Regions from separate parts of the Rattus norvegicus genome. Here region 2 is linked to region 1. The links are chromatin contacts, called in public Hi-C maps. All regions are on one chromosome and are shown on one strand. The core of a region is the stretch at or near the end of the contact, and the rest is flanking DNA. Distances in the headings are between cores, read along the strand shown. Region 1 holds the start of Tle4 (TLE family member 4, transcriptional corepressor). Region 2 has its middle 78 kb from the start of Tle4.

Evidence for each region. A called contact is a pair of places that touch in the nucleus more often than the background predicts.
Region 2: a contact with region 1 is called in a Hi-C map of frontal cortex, with 2.6 times the contacts expected there. The contact joins the enhancer-like site here to the promoter of Tle4 in region 1. A contact is called at or near these places in 3 of 12 Hi-C or Micro-C datasets (Schwann cells, frontal cortex and liver) and 1 of 1 datasets of contacts at active chromatin or transcription factors (oligodendrocytes).

The regions. Positions count from the first base shown.
Region 1 is chr1:221,220,220-221,227,352 of GRCr8, forward strand. It overlaps Tle4 (TLE family member 4, transcriptional corepressor), which reads right to left and starts at 2,607. Exons shown (of 20, transcript NM_001414041.1): 1 at 1,927-2,607; 2 at 1,323-1,420; 3 at 131-194. The coding sequence starts at 1,971.
Region 2 is chr1:221,297,638-221,304,770 of GRCr8, forward strand. No RefSeq gene overlaps it. Among named protein-coding and RNA genes, the nearest start is that of Tle4, 78 kb to the left of the region's middle. Within about 2 kb of position 2,849, at least 31 of the 93 cell types and tissues checked have an H3K27ac peak or open chromatin away from gene starts, as enhancers often do.

The sequences.
Region 1 (7,133 bases), core at 1,357-3,856:
ACCCACAACCCCAACAACACTAGCAGGGCCACTGTGATGGAGCCTGCAGCCTGCAGCGGTTTAAAGCTTATTCTTGCTTTCGGTCTCCCCAGCTAATGAGCACTTTGATTCTGTGACACAGTCCTCTTACCATGACATAATGCCGCTGCATCTCTGTCTTCTCACTGGCCAGCTTCTCACATTCCAGCTTCAGACTAGTCAAGACACAAAACCGACTAAGTACAGTGTAGAACTTAACTTCTATCCTTCAACTCCAAATCCACATCCCTTCCTGTAAATCATCACCTCTTACTGTCAAATCAATGATATTAAACAGCACTTTACTATTGAAAGGGAGGAGAGAGAAATGAGTGACAAGAACCAGCTTGGGCTTGCCTCTTTGATAAGGTTAAACTGTGGGGGTTGAGAAAGAGGGGTTTATGTTTTAAAGAAATAGTCCCTCTAGCCAATTGAATTCTGCGACTTCACCCAGAATTGAATATTCTTCACTAAATTCACTTACTAGAACAAGGAAATAAATGTCGATAATAATTATATATATATACATATATATATATAATAAGCAAACTTAGGTCTATGAAAATGCTACAGGGAAGGTTTACCTTTAATAATCTATGAGATTAATGAAGATCAGAATCAACAGTCTTAGGACTAACATTTTTTTCCCTCAAAAAAAAAAAAAAAATACAGACAAATTGAATACCATGTGGGGGTGGGGAGGTGGTGATCTGGTCCAGCAGCTTGTTTGGGCTCTTGCATTTATGCATTAAGAATTCTGCATCATTAAGGACCCAGTGAAACAAACACGTTTCAAAAGCACTCCAAGTCGGAAGAACCTCGAAGATGAAAGCATTGGAGTTTTTTGTTTTGGTTTTGGTTTTTGGTTTTGTTTTTTAATAAAAGTAATGAAATGGCTCACTGCTTACTTCCCCTGGCTCTCAAATTATGCCACGGAATGGCAGAAGGAAGAAATCAAGCCCTGAGTAATAAAGAACCAAGAAGTCAAAGGGCCCCAGAATCTTCCCAACCTTCCATTCTCCTAACCCAATAAATCAATATCGAAAGTTTGGCCTCAGCGTTTTCCAAGTCTCCTCAGTTTCGATTGTTCTGGTTCCCTTTTCTGTTTACAGGAGAAGAAATGCTTAATTTCTTTACACCTGCCTAAAGGAAAAAGAGGCCCTGACTTGCCTTTTCTGCCCACAGTGGGGGGAAATGGTAATACCTTGGTGGGGGGGGGGAGGCAAAGGAGGGGGAGTAGTGTTGGAGGGGGGTAAGACAAGAGCTAAGCAAACAGAAGGATCAGCTAAAGTCAATATCGTTACCTGTGGTATTGAGCCTGTAAAAACTGAAACTCTTCCTTAATCCGATCACAGGATTCTGAAATTGTAAATTTGAAGGGTTGAGCAGGCTGATGCGGTGCCTAAAGAACAACAATAAAATATTTAATTAGCCCACATCGCAGGTGGGGGGTGGACTGCCCGCGGCGTGGGGTGGGGGGTCGTCGCGCCGCTCCCGCCTCTCGCTCGCCGGTTGGGATCCGGCACCCTCCGGGCGGCCTCTCTCAGCTCAGCTTCTCAGCCTGGCCCCCGCACACCCCCCCCCGCACAACCCCCGAACCCCCGGCCCGGCTCTCCCATCCCTCTCTACCCGGAATCGAAAGTGGCCCGTCGGGGGCAGCCGCGCCATGGCGTCGAGCGGCCGTCAGCTAGCCGAGCTAGTCCGGCCTGTGGCCGCCGGCGCCCTCCACCTCGCAGACTCGCGTCGCCCGGCTCGCCCCCCTCGGGAGAGCCGCGCGGGCGGAGAGCGGCGGCGCGCGGCTTCCCGGGGCTTCAGAGACAACAATAAGAAAATGGCTACAAGTCGGTCGCCTCCCGCACTCTCGGAGCGGCCGGCCGCGGACAGGGGTGCGGGCGCGGCGCCACTCACCGGGTGGCGCGTCTGCGGGTACATCTTGCTCAGGTCGCGAATCATCCACGCCGCTTTAGTTGGCTGCGCCAGGCAGAGGCGCGCGGCTCATCCGCTTCGAGGGCCCCGCGGCGGCGTCCCGGGCCTGCGGGTCTCGCGTGACGCGGGCGGCAGGCAGGCGCGGCGGCTGAGCGCGGGCGGCCGGCTCCGCATTCCCCGCGGGCGTCACTGAGGGCGGCGGGCACCGTCCGTCCTGCGCCCGCCGAGCCCCGCGCCCGCCGAGCGCCGCCCGCCTGCTTGCGCCCCACTCCAAACTTTTTTTATTTGTCTTTTAATTGGCTGCTATTCCTCGGAATGAATGGTCGCTTCTTCCCTGAGAGCTAGCTCAAACTCCTTTGGTTCGGAAGAGGTCTCGCGGCGCTTGGGGGTTCTCTGGAGATTTTTCACTTCACAGCAACGATCTTTTAAAAGGCACCTTTTAGCTTCTTTTACCACATTTCATTTCCTTTTCTTCCTTCCTGTTTTTTTAGCCCCAAATTGAAGGGGATTATAAAAATAAAAGAGCGAAACGCTTGCGGCTTTTTAAAATTCTCTTTCAAACTCTGCGAACACCACCTCAAAATAATACACGAGTGTGTAAGAGGGGGAAGAAGGCAGCCAACAGCCGAACGCCCGCTCGGAACGGCTCTAACAACGCGCTCTGTGTAGGTGACTTCTTTGACCAAATTTAGCAGCAGCTAATCATTAACATTCTGATACATATTCACGACCATCCGCGGAGGGCCCAAGAAGCATCCCGGGAGATGTAGTCCTCGCGTGGCCACCGTGGCCAAGGATGCCTCCAGATTGACTACAGTCTCCGGCTAGCCCCGCGCGCTCTCCGCGGCGCTCTCCAGGAGCCCCACCCTCCCGCGGCGCGAGGGCACCGCATCAACCAATCGGAGATGGCTGAACATTAATCGCCGTTCTGTGTTACTGCCCATCATTTCACCGCTGACAAATGGCAAGCCAGGAGGGCGGGGCCTGACAGGCTAGACCCACGTGGGGACAGGGCGTGACGAGGAGCTCCGACCAATAAGTGCAAAGAATTGGTGCTGGCGGGGGCGGGGCGCAGCGGCCCGCCCAGGGCGGAGCCTCGCCCTGGCCGCTGTTCCCTAGCGCGAGCGTTCGAACCGCGGAAACATTTGTTCAGCTGTCAATCAAAGTAACGTGGGGTGGCGAGCAGCGGCGGCTGCTGTCGCTGCTGCCCTGGCTGCATCTTTAGAAGCAGGTTTCGGCGGCGATGGCGGCGGCCGTGAGCCTGCAGGCCGGTCCGAAGACGCCCTCCGAGGCTCGTCTCCCGCTCGCCGCGGAGCCCGGGCTAGGCGCCGCGCCGGGGTGCGCACTAATTAGGGCCCGATGTCTCCGTAAAGAGACAAGCTCGGCCTTGTGCAACGCGCCGAAACCCCTGTTGAGACAAGAGAGGGAGGATCGCGCTGATCCCACTCCGTGCGGTTCACATCCATTTTACGCGCTGCTGGAACCGGCATAATTTTCCGCGTGAGCGCGGACGCGGTCGGCCGGGTTTAGAGCCGCAGCCGGGAGGCGTGCGCTGTGCCGGTCCTAGGGCCTCCGGGCCCGCAGACTCTAACATTCCCTTTCTTCAGAGGCACCAGTCAAGTTACACTCAGGTTGAAAGAGGGTCCGTGTGTGGACAGTAGGGCCTTGAGCCTGTGATGGCCTAGGGAAGAAGGTCAGAACCCGGGAGAGGCAGCCCACGGCAGTATTTTCATTTGAGTCCCACTCTAACTCGAATTCGGTGCTGTTGGTTCAACAAAAGTGGGAAACCCGTTTTTCCTAATGATAGCGCTTTCCTCGGCCCAATTCAAGGCATCCTGTGGACCTCAACTAATACTGCCCACTGAGGACACCAGGGCAAAGAAAGAATGCAGTAGTCTTATCAAAAATCCAGACCTGAGACTCATACAATGCTTTCGTTCTGTAAATAATTTTCATTTCCAAAATAAGAGGATGGAGGACTTGCTTCTGACCCATACCCAATTATTAAAATGTAGCCAATCCAGAATAAAGGGGATTCATATAAAAAGGATTTTGAACACATGAGGGGAGGTTTTTTTTTTTAAGCTCAAAATGATTGCATATTTGGACTGCATTTTTAAAAAATATATCAGTTAAGCAAAATGTCTTTATCTTGGCCTGTTTAAAAAACCTTCTAAATTTTGAAAATTTTTTAACATTTAGTGTTGGGAGTGGGTGAGTGAGTGTGTGTGTGTGTGTGTGTGTGTGTGTGTGTGTGTGTTCACAAACCCGGGAGATCAAGTGACAAGTACATATACCTGTTGAGCTATCTTGCTGGCCCTATGTTATTTCCTGAAGCTCACAGATAGCCATTGTACAGCAGTGTTCTGAATCGTTCTCAGAAGGCTTGAGTGATAACCATGTCTGCACTAGGACATTGAGTCTCAGAACAGGAACAGCCACTGTCTTTCTGAGGTTGCTTATTTGCTTTCCCTGGAACTTTCTAGTGGATTATTACCACAGTGTCTCTGTGGGAAATTCCATGTTCTTTCTCTATTTCAGTCCAAACGGTAGTAAGTTCCATGAGAACTGGGACTTGGTTTAGTCAGGGCTGGGCTCCAATGCCCTGGATGGTGCCTGGCATGTAGCTGGTGCTCAGTAAATGCTTGCTGATAGCCTTGGCAAATCCAAGCTTTGTGTTCTCAGTATAGAAAGTGTCTGGGTCATTAGGATCCAACTTACTGAAATTCCATGCAGTCATTTCCTGGGACAGGAAACAAGAAGTTTAATGCTAGAGCCTGAAGGGCTATTGAAAGGGTGGGAGTGGAAAGAAACTTTGCTGGTCGGAAATATCAGCTTATAGGAGAGACCTTTCCTCTTAACCTCTCTTACCAGTTTTCTATCAAGAGAAAGTGGCTGGAGAAGACAGGGTGTTTCTCATTTTTTAAGTACACTTTTAAACTGCAGCCTGTGTGTGTGTGTCACATTTTAGCCTTGTGACAGATCTACATCATTTGTAACATGGACCTAAGAGATGTCAAATGGGCCAACACATCCCTCAGCCCTGCCCCGGCACGCTGAATGTTGATTTTGTCCCTCTCTGTCCTACCCTTGCTTCTCAGGCTTCTCACAAACTGTTGACCCAATCTGGGAAATGGGTTAGCGGCTTATTCCATTCCCCCCACAGAGTGGGTGACTCCAGAGTTTTTGTATGAGGTGGCTTTGGTGGCACCAATGGTTTACAAAAGCCAGGCCTAGCCTGGTTCCATCTCAAAAGTGTCAGACGCCATCCCAAGCATACCTTTTACTAAGGTTAGAGGTTATAAACCATTTTTTAAAACCACTTTCCAACTGAGCACATAGTAAGTGCCAATATAAGAGAATTTGCCAGCAGACATGGCTCTGACTGATTTATTAACCCTCGTCCTAACTTTTTCCTTGTCTGCTCAGGAAAACTGAATCTGGGCCCTTTAAATATTTTCCAGCTGAGAGAAAGGGTTCATCAATAGAGAGCCCTGGAAAGATTCCAAGACAAAGAAGTTTGCCTCCTAGTCCAGTGTGTGCACAGGGTCATTCCCCAAAGGACAAGGAGCAGGAGGAGGCGGCAGCCAGCAGCTCCCTTCAATCCATGGTTAGGTGGCTTTGGAGCAAGTGTTCTCCCTCAACCGTTTCTCCTGATACTGCAAAAGATGCATTTTCAGCAGATTCTGTTGTGCGGACTTCTGGCAAATTCCAGAAAGCAGGTTTCCAGCTGGAATCACCTGTCCCTCTACCGGTTACAACAGCTTTCCTCCAAGGTTGGGTTCTAAGCTCTTAGACGTCCAGGGTCTTGCAGGAGCAACTTCTTTTTGGTGAGGGTAGGAGGGTAGGGGTGCTCTATCTCAGTACTAGAGGCAGATATTTCTCTTTATTCCTATTTTGCACTAGGGCCCTATGAGTCTGTCTCCCTCTCCCTCTCCCTCTCCCTATCTCTCTCCCTCTCCTTCTCCCTCTCTCCCTCTTCCCTCTCTCTCCCTCTCCCTCTCTCTCTCCCTCCCTCTTTCTCTCTCTCTCTCTCTCTCTCTCTCTCTCTCACACACACACACACAAAGACTACAGTAAAAAAAAAAAAAAAACTTCTGAACACATAACTAAAAACTAATTCAAAATCAAATGCCTAATTTCTGTCCCAATGTTGCACTGCAGGATTGTAGCCTTGATTCTTAACATACAAATGCATGCTACCGTGCTACACAGAGCCACTGAAAGCTTCTGGGAGCACCTTGGTATTCCGAGTCTAGACTGATGTAAGTTATGAATGTCAGGGGTGTTGGTGTATGTACAAAGTTTTCCGCTCTTATGGAAAAATAATTTAATTATAGAAAACAGACTTTTAATATTTTCCTACCACTATTCTTCTGCATGTAAGTATCAAATTAGTATGTCTTTGGATAGGATTGTGTTAGAATGTTTGATTTTTAAAATTGCTGTTTGAATTGCTGACTTGAGCTTCATAAAAAAATCATTCAGTGAATTTTGGCTTGAGATTAGGACAGAATCTCCAACAATTTCCGAAGTGGCCCTAAACATACTTCTGCCATTTATTTTATGTGTTTATGCAAAGTGGTGCTCTCTGAATTGATGGTGATCATCATAATATCTGACGACTCTGAAAAATGTTGAAGTGTCCTGTAGCTGCATCAAATATTCAGCCAGGATCTAATTCTTTGTGTAAAAATAAATAAGGGCTTTCATCTCATTGGTATGCAAATGTCCTTTCATCTTTAATGATTAAATTATATGTACATCAATGAGTTGTTTCACAACAAATTTATTTTTGGTTTATTATCAGTAAATGTTTAATTTGTATTCTACTTAATGGACCTTTTGATCCAAGGTTACCCAAAATTTCTCTATCAAAAAGGATTAACAAGTAGAAAAAATGTTGAGAGAAACTGATGTAGAGCTCTGTACCTTTTACCAATCATTTTTCTCTGCTTCCTTCTTGGATAATTTTTCTATATTGAACTTAACTTGTGCAGATTACTGTATGTTTCTCTTCTGAATGGACCCAGGCTGACAGTAAACAACAAGCAGTGTCTTCTCGGTTGGATCTTGCATCTCTCTGTTGGAGCATGATGTGGAGGAGTAGGCAAATGCAGTGCGAAGAAATGAAGTGGGAGTGAATCCCAACCTCTGCGGAGGTGGGACTGCATCAGATGGGAAGGCTT
Region 2 (7,133 bases), core at 1,599-4,098, 78 kb after region 1:
CCCAAGAAAAATAATGTTTTATAAACATGAAGATGATATGAAATTCAAATGCCCGTTTTCACAAATAAGGTTTTATTGGACGCCAGCCATGCTCACTTATTTACATATTGCTAAAGGCTGCTTCTAATTGCAGAGTTGAGCATGTGAAATAAAACAAATGGGCCACGAAGTCTGTAATATTTACTCTTCTTCTCCTTTATAGGAAATAGTTTATACTTCTGGTCTGCCACAGGACACTCTATTATAGCCCCTGTGATCTTGAGTGCAATGTATGCCTGACATTCTCTCTTTGTTCTTGACTGTGGGATTTCTGCCACTATAACTCGTTGTTATGATTTGAATGTGAAATGCTCTCAGAAAAGATTGGTAGTCAAAATCTAGGCCCCAAGCTTGTGGTGCTATTTGGGGAGGATCTGAAAACAGGAGGGGAGCACTGACAGTCAGTCACTGGGCTGTCTTGTTCCTGGTCCTTTTCTGTCTCCCTTCTCTGTGTTTCTGTCTGCTGGACATAAACACTTCTCTTCTGCAACAAGCTCCTGCTGCCATGATATATTTCCTAAGCACCTGGGGCCAAGTGACCAGAGACAGAGCCCCTGGATTTCAGTGTGATGTCTCAAGTATTTGTCATAGCAGAGAGAACGGTAACTAATGAATGGCCTTCTTTTAACTTCTAGTTATGTTGATGTTATGAATCATTCACGAATATTAGTATGTTTGTCCATTTCAAAAAAAAATTTAAAGAAAAGAGCAGAGGTGATAACAAAGAGATGGCTTTTATGAAGAAGAAACTGATGCCCGGATGCAGGCCTTGGATTTGTGAAGATATTCTAAACCTCAATACTAGAGTGACTTTGGGTAAGTCTCTTAAGGTTTTGAGTCTCAAATTACTACCTAGTTCTGTTAATTGTGGTTTCCCTCCTTCTCGTTTTTATATTGATAAAGATTGAACCCAGACCCTTGCCTGCTGGACTGCGGAGCCATCCCTCTGGTAGTGGTTACAATTCCTGATGCTTTCTGTGTTAAACTACTATGCGGATGGAATAAGCTCCCAGAAAGAGCTAAGGCTAGGTGGTGAGTGGGACTGCCAACCCTGTGTGTGTGTGAATTCATTATTGGTGCTGAGAAATAGCAAATTGGGTGAAACAGACCTGCTTAGTAAGGAAGCAGGAAATGCCCTGAAATGTTCAACTTTCAGACTATCAGTGGTTAAGAAATCAGGAAAATACTGCAAACATAGTGCCTTACAAAGAGAGAGGAAGCGATAAAGGGAAGAAAAGGGGGACGAGCAGAGAGGCAGAGAGAGATGGTGGTGGTGATGGTGGTGGTGGTGGTGGTGGTGGTGGTGGTGGTGGTGGTGGTGGTGGTGGTGTGGGGAAGAATCATACTTGCATCAGATGAGTCACCAATGGTCTCTGGTTAGTGGCTTTCAAGACACTATGTGTGCAAAGCCCTCCAAGGTCTCTGCCATTCCTCCTTATGTAATTATTTTAGTATTAAAAGTAATTTTTCTGAAAGTGGAGCTGACTCTCTCACTGACCTCCTTGGTCTACCCCTTCCCCCAACCCTGACTCCCCCCAGCCCCCCAGCCTCTGGCTCTCCACGAACTCCCAAAGCATATTTTGAGATTGCATATTTCAGTCACCTGTACTGAGTAATGAGTGTCTGGAAGGTTTGCACAAGGTTATTAAAAGTTTCTTAATCTGCCACCAACTTCTCTTTTAATATTGTTTGTGGATTTCCTGAAGCAGAGGAATAAATCCCCTTGACCCTCTTCCTCATTAACTTGGAAATTCTGGCAGAAAATCAACAGTAGGAGGCTGTTAGGGTATTTGGTGCCTTTTAATAACCTATTGACTACAGCATGGAGGAGATAAGGCAACCACCACTCTTGATCAAAAAGACCAAAGGAAGCAACTCTTGCCACAGATACCTCATTGTGCAAATAGTGCCTTTAAAGCCTTGGCCTCTCAAGTCATTGTCCTCATAGTATCTGTTAATTAGGGGACATTTTAATAAAAAAAATGAGATAGAGAAAATGACAACTTTAAAATGTTTTCATAAGGAGGACTCTGTGCTGATCCTTTTTTAGGGGGTGTTAGGGACACAAGGTGATGAAATTCTCCTTTCTCTAACTCTTTCCTATGAAGAGAAGAGGAAAAAAATGACCATTAGACCAAAGCAGGACTGGTCTTTGCACCTTGACCTGTGTCGATCTATGAGTAGCTGTAGTAGTAGTAGTTGATTTTCTTACAGTCCAGTTTCCTCATTTGTAAGTTGAAAATAACACTACAAATACAAATCATATCTACTTATTTTCTTTTAAAACCTGCATTAAAAGAGACAGGGTTTTAACCTCCACTTTACGTGTAAGTAAAAATCAGAGTTCATCTATTGTGCCCAATGATACATGACCATACAGTGCTAGATTTTAGACAGGTTCTCCCAACTTTGTAACCCAGACCCAGGCAAGGACATAGTGAAGTCATTCAAGATGTCCTGTATATATGGAGAATGCCAACCTGTTGACCGTTTTCGGGCGCACTCTCGCCAGGGTTTTGCCTCACATGTGAAAAGAGAGGGTGATTTCAAAAGAATATCCTGAGCATTCGTCTTTGAGGGCATGAGGGAACGAGAGCCTTTGTGTTCCTTTAAATGTGCGAGTAATAAAGAATAAATAGAACAAGCCCTTGTGGTTTGTTTAGTTTTGAAATCATTCCAGTACAATTTGCAATAAAAACGGCTTTCATTTTTAAGTGATCAAAGCAGTGCATGATCCAGTCAGGTCAGCAACTGCAACAAGCTGGAGCCATACAAACATGCAAGAGTGGCCCAGCATACCCAAGACGGTCCAAAGATCCCAAGGCAGTTAAAGAAAAACAAACACACACAGAGGCTATGGGCTAGAAGATGACTACCAGGCAAGCAAGACGTATCTGAAAGTCTCTGCTGTCATTTACGACCCTAGTTTTGGGGTTAGAATTAGGAAGAGCAGTTTGAAATGTATTGCTTTCTCACCCCTTCGCTCCTCTGGAATCCTGCCCCCTCCTGCCTTTACAGGGCAGTTTGCTGCTGAGGAACCTAATTTTCTTTTAGTCATGGGGCCTATTGTGGCCCTCTAAGGAAAGTCCTGCATATTCACAAAGCTCTCTGGCTTCTCTTGAGTCCATTTAGGTGTCAGCGGGGCAACTGGACTCAGCCAAAAGGTTAAGCGGGCCACCAAGAGCTCAGCTCTAAGCGCTTTCTTTCTTAGTCACACCAAACCCATTGGTCGCTGCCCCAGAGCAGGGATAATGGCCACAGTGTGTATGCCTGCCAAGTGCAAACACACAGTCCTACGAGGAAGAAAAGGAGAATGACCTTCTGTATTACTCAGAATTTTTAATCAGCCTCTCAGCTAGTTGCATTTTCGTGTTATGTACCCCTTTGCAAAACATTTACATTCACACCCACCCGGTAACCGTGGAAGGTTTGGATCTAACAAGCAAATCGTTTGAGGCACATGGACATGAAGGGCCATTTTAATGAACATAGCAGGGACCCCGATAATCACTGCTATCACCCCTCTTCACTCCCTCTCCTCTTTGCAGTGGTAAAGCAGACCTAGAGATAGCAGGCTGGGAGTTTGGAGTCACTGCACTCACATCTTTTAGTGGGTACCAACTCTGGGATATTTTCATCTGCAAACTTTTAAATCTTAAAATGATTCCCTGCCAATGCCATCAAGGGATTGCATTATGGATGGATGTCCTTGGAAAGATGAGTAATAGTGCCTAGCCTTGATTTTTCACTATTTGACTGTTAAGGAAACTTGCTGCCCAGAGACTTACTTCTGCCTGGGTGTTCTTGTGAAGCGAGAGAGGGTTGTGAAGGTCACAGAATCTGGAGTCCCATCTGATTCTCTGTACTGCTGCTACCTGTTAGATTCATGACCCATGGTATCTTGCTGAGTAACCCCTGCTATGTCTCAGGTTTCTCCTCTGTAAAATAGAAAAGTGAAGTCTACATTATAGATGAAGGCTCAAATAAGCTAATCCAGAAGACAATTGTCATAGCACTATTTCCCTCTGGACCTGCAGGGCCTGACTTTGTTGGAGTCAACCAATCTTGGATCAACAGTGGCAAGAATGTGCTGTAATGGCCTATTACAAGCTCTTCTTTATCACTGTTCTTTAGACTGGCATAATATCTCATTTGGTACTAGGAGTAATCCAGAGATAATCCAAAGCATGGGGAGATACACAAAGCTATATGGAAAAGGCGTACTATCTTATAAAAAGGACTTGCGCACCCTTGGATTTTGGTATGTATGGGAGGCCTACAACCACACGCAGTGTATTACGGCTATATGTGAAAATCAGCCAAGTACTAACAAAAGGTAGAATCTATTGACAAAATTCTGTTGTTATTTTTAGTCATTACTTAGAAATTGGATTCAGTTAGGGTGAGCCTTTCCAAGGATTTGGTCAGGTAAGCATGGAAATCATGTTTTTACACGATGATGGTTCACTTATAATCTCGTTTGTAGCATCACTTCACCATGACATTTTATCTATGACAAACAGGAAATGCTTTCAAATGCAAACAGAGAAGCAGAACAAATGAGACCAGAAGCGTATAATTTAGGAAGAAAATAAAGGACTGCATTAAGTATCCAGGATTAGGAGAGATTATTTTCTTCAGGGTTAGATTGAGGTGACAAGTCCAGGGTTGATGTCGTTGTTTACTTAGGGCCTTTTCTCATGTAAAGCATGGCCATGATGAAATTTATTGGCCCAAGTAACTAAGAAATCTAAAAATTAGGCATGATCAAATAATTCCATTAGTATCTGCTTGTCCTTTACACATCTCAGTGTTCAGAGATGTAAATGCTGACTGTGTGTGTATGTATGTATGTATGTATGTATGTATGTATGTATGTATGCACATGCATGTGAGCATGTACAGAGAGAAGAGGTGGACGTCATGTATCTTGCTTTATAACACTTCATCTTTTCCCTTGAGACAGGATCTCCTACTGAACCTGGGGCTCACCATTTCAGCTAGGTTAGCTGATTGGCCAGTGAGCCTCTGTTCCTACTCCCTACTTCCAACCCAGTATGGGGGTTGCAGGTACATGTAGCCACACCCAGATTTGATGGAAGTGGTAGGGATCTAAACTCAGGTCCTCCTGCTTGTATGGCAAGTACTTTTAACCACAAAGCTATCTCTGCCGCTCAGAATATTTGCTTCTCTTTCGTGTATCATGTCAGCTTCGGCTAATTATCTCATAGCCTCAAGTCAATGGGAATAAAAACGGCCTCTTTCTAGCTTGTTCCCTCAGAGTGAATGCTGGGAGAACCCCATTATTGAGCTGCCCTTTCGCTTGTGTTCTGTGTTGAGCCATGTGGAGGTCAAGAGGAGCTGAGGATGGAGTGGGCGGGGCCTCTGATTCATCCCTAGCTCTATAGTCAGGTATCTAATTGGGCCACATGGACAAAGGGAATAAGAAAAATGATTTGATGGGAGGAAATGTAGGTTCTGTTATATATATATATACACATGTCTACTCTTGCCTTCAAATTGGAAATAGATGTACCAGGTTCATCCCACATGGGAACCATGAGTATATTTTGTTCCCATTCAGGAAGCATTCTTTCATTTTTAAATAAACCTGTCCTCCTAGTTTCTGCCTCTCAGGACATTAGTTTTCCCAACTGGCCTACCTCCAGTATTCATCGCTATGACCATTTATTTCAACTGGACGACTGCAGAGTTGGTGTGGGAGTGGACATACATAGGTAGTCAGTAAGCCAGCTGGCCACAAAGCATTCTTATCTCATGTTATCTTTATTATACATAACCCTGCAGCTTGTAGGGACAGAGAAATAGTCACCCTTTTTCTAATGATGCTTAAATAAACTGAGAGAGGGGCAGAGAGAAAAAGAAAGGTGGGGGGACGGAGAGGAGGAAGAAAGAGATTAAAAAGAGTGGTTTTTTTCTCTCCCCCACTTTTAATCACTAAGGTTTCAGGAGTATAAGCACATGGGTTTCCTGCCACTCTTCTCTGAGCTGGAGATACTTAGACTGCAGGTCTTCCTTATGGATGACAGGTCCTGCCCCGCTCAACATAATCTGTGAAATAGTGCAAAAACTGGGAATGGAGTTTGAGGACAGGGAAGTCTAAAAGTGATGAGAAAGGACAAGAGACTGGCTTAATTAAGACTTCAGCTGTTCCTGAGTTTAGAGTTATCCTAATTCTCCCTGAGTTAGGTTTTGCCATACTCTGCCCTGTTGAGATCTAAGGTCAGATGATTCTTTGTGTCAGGGACGCTGCACACTGTCAGATGCTGAGAGACACTCATGGCTTTCGCACACTAAATGAAATATTTTCCTCCACTGCCCAGGTGGCGGTGTCTTTATATGCTGCTGAGTGACTGCTGGGAGAAGCCCGAGAGTGCTCTCTCCTTTGGATTTTCTTCAGAGAAGAAAACATTAGTTTTCTAACATGCAGTTAGCTGTCATGTAATGAGTCAAACAAAACAAACAAATCCATTTTAATTTTTTGTAAAACATTCTCTTTCCTCTAAAGCCAACTGAGAGTCTGGGAGTGAGGAATGCAAGAAAATACATAGGAAATATTTACATGCTCATAGTCAAGGCTTAAGGGGAGGAAAGAAAGGATGAGGGGAAAAGGAGGGAAGACGGTTGGCACAATGGAGAGCAATGGATGGAAGGAACAGGGAAGACTGGCAATCATCAGGGGGTAGGATGGGGCAGGTTGAAAGGGGAGTGGCTTGATGGATATACAGCTGGTATATCTAATGAGAAGCTTTAGATGTCTGTTGTACTACATACTGCTATATAGTTAGTACTATGGTAACGCGTTCCTAAAATTTTGTTCAGAGGGTAAATTTTCATTCATTTGTATTTATTATTATTTACTTTTTAAGACTTTTTTTACTTTACATCCCAATCACTGCCTCTTTTCCAGTCACCCCCCCCCTCCTTACACAATCCTTCCTTTCATCTTACCTCTCCTTCTCTTCTGAGCAAGTAGGGATGTCCTGGGTATTCCCCCACCCTGGCACATCAAGTCTGTGAAGGTAGGTGCATCCTCTCCTACTGAGGCCAGAAAAGGTAGCCAACCTAGAAGA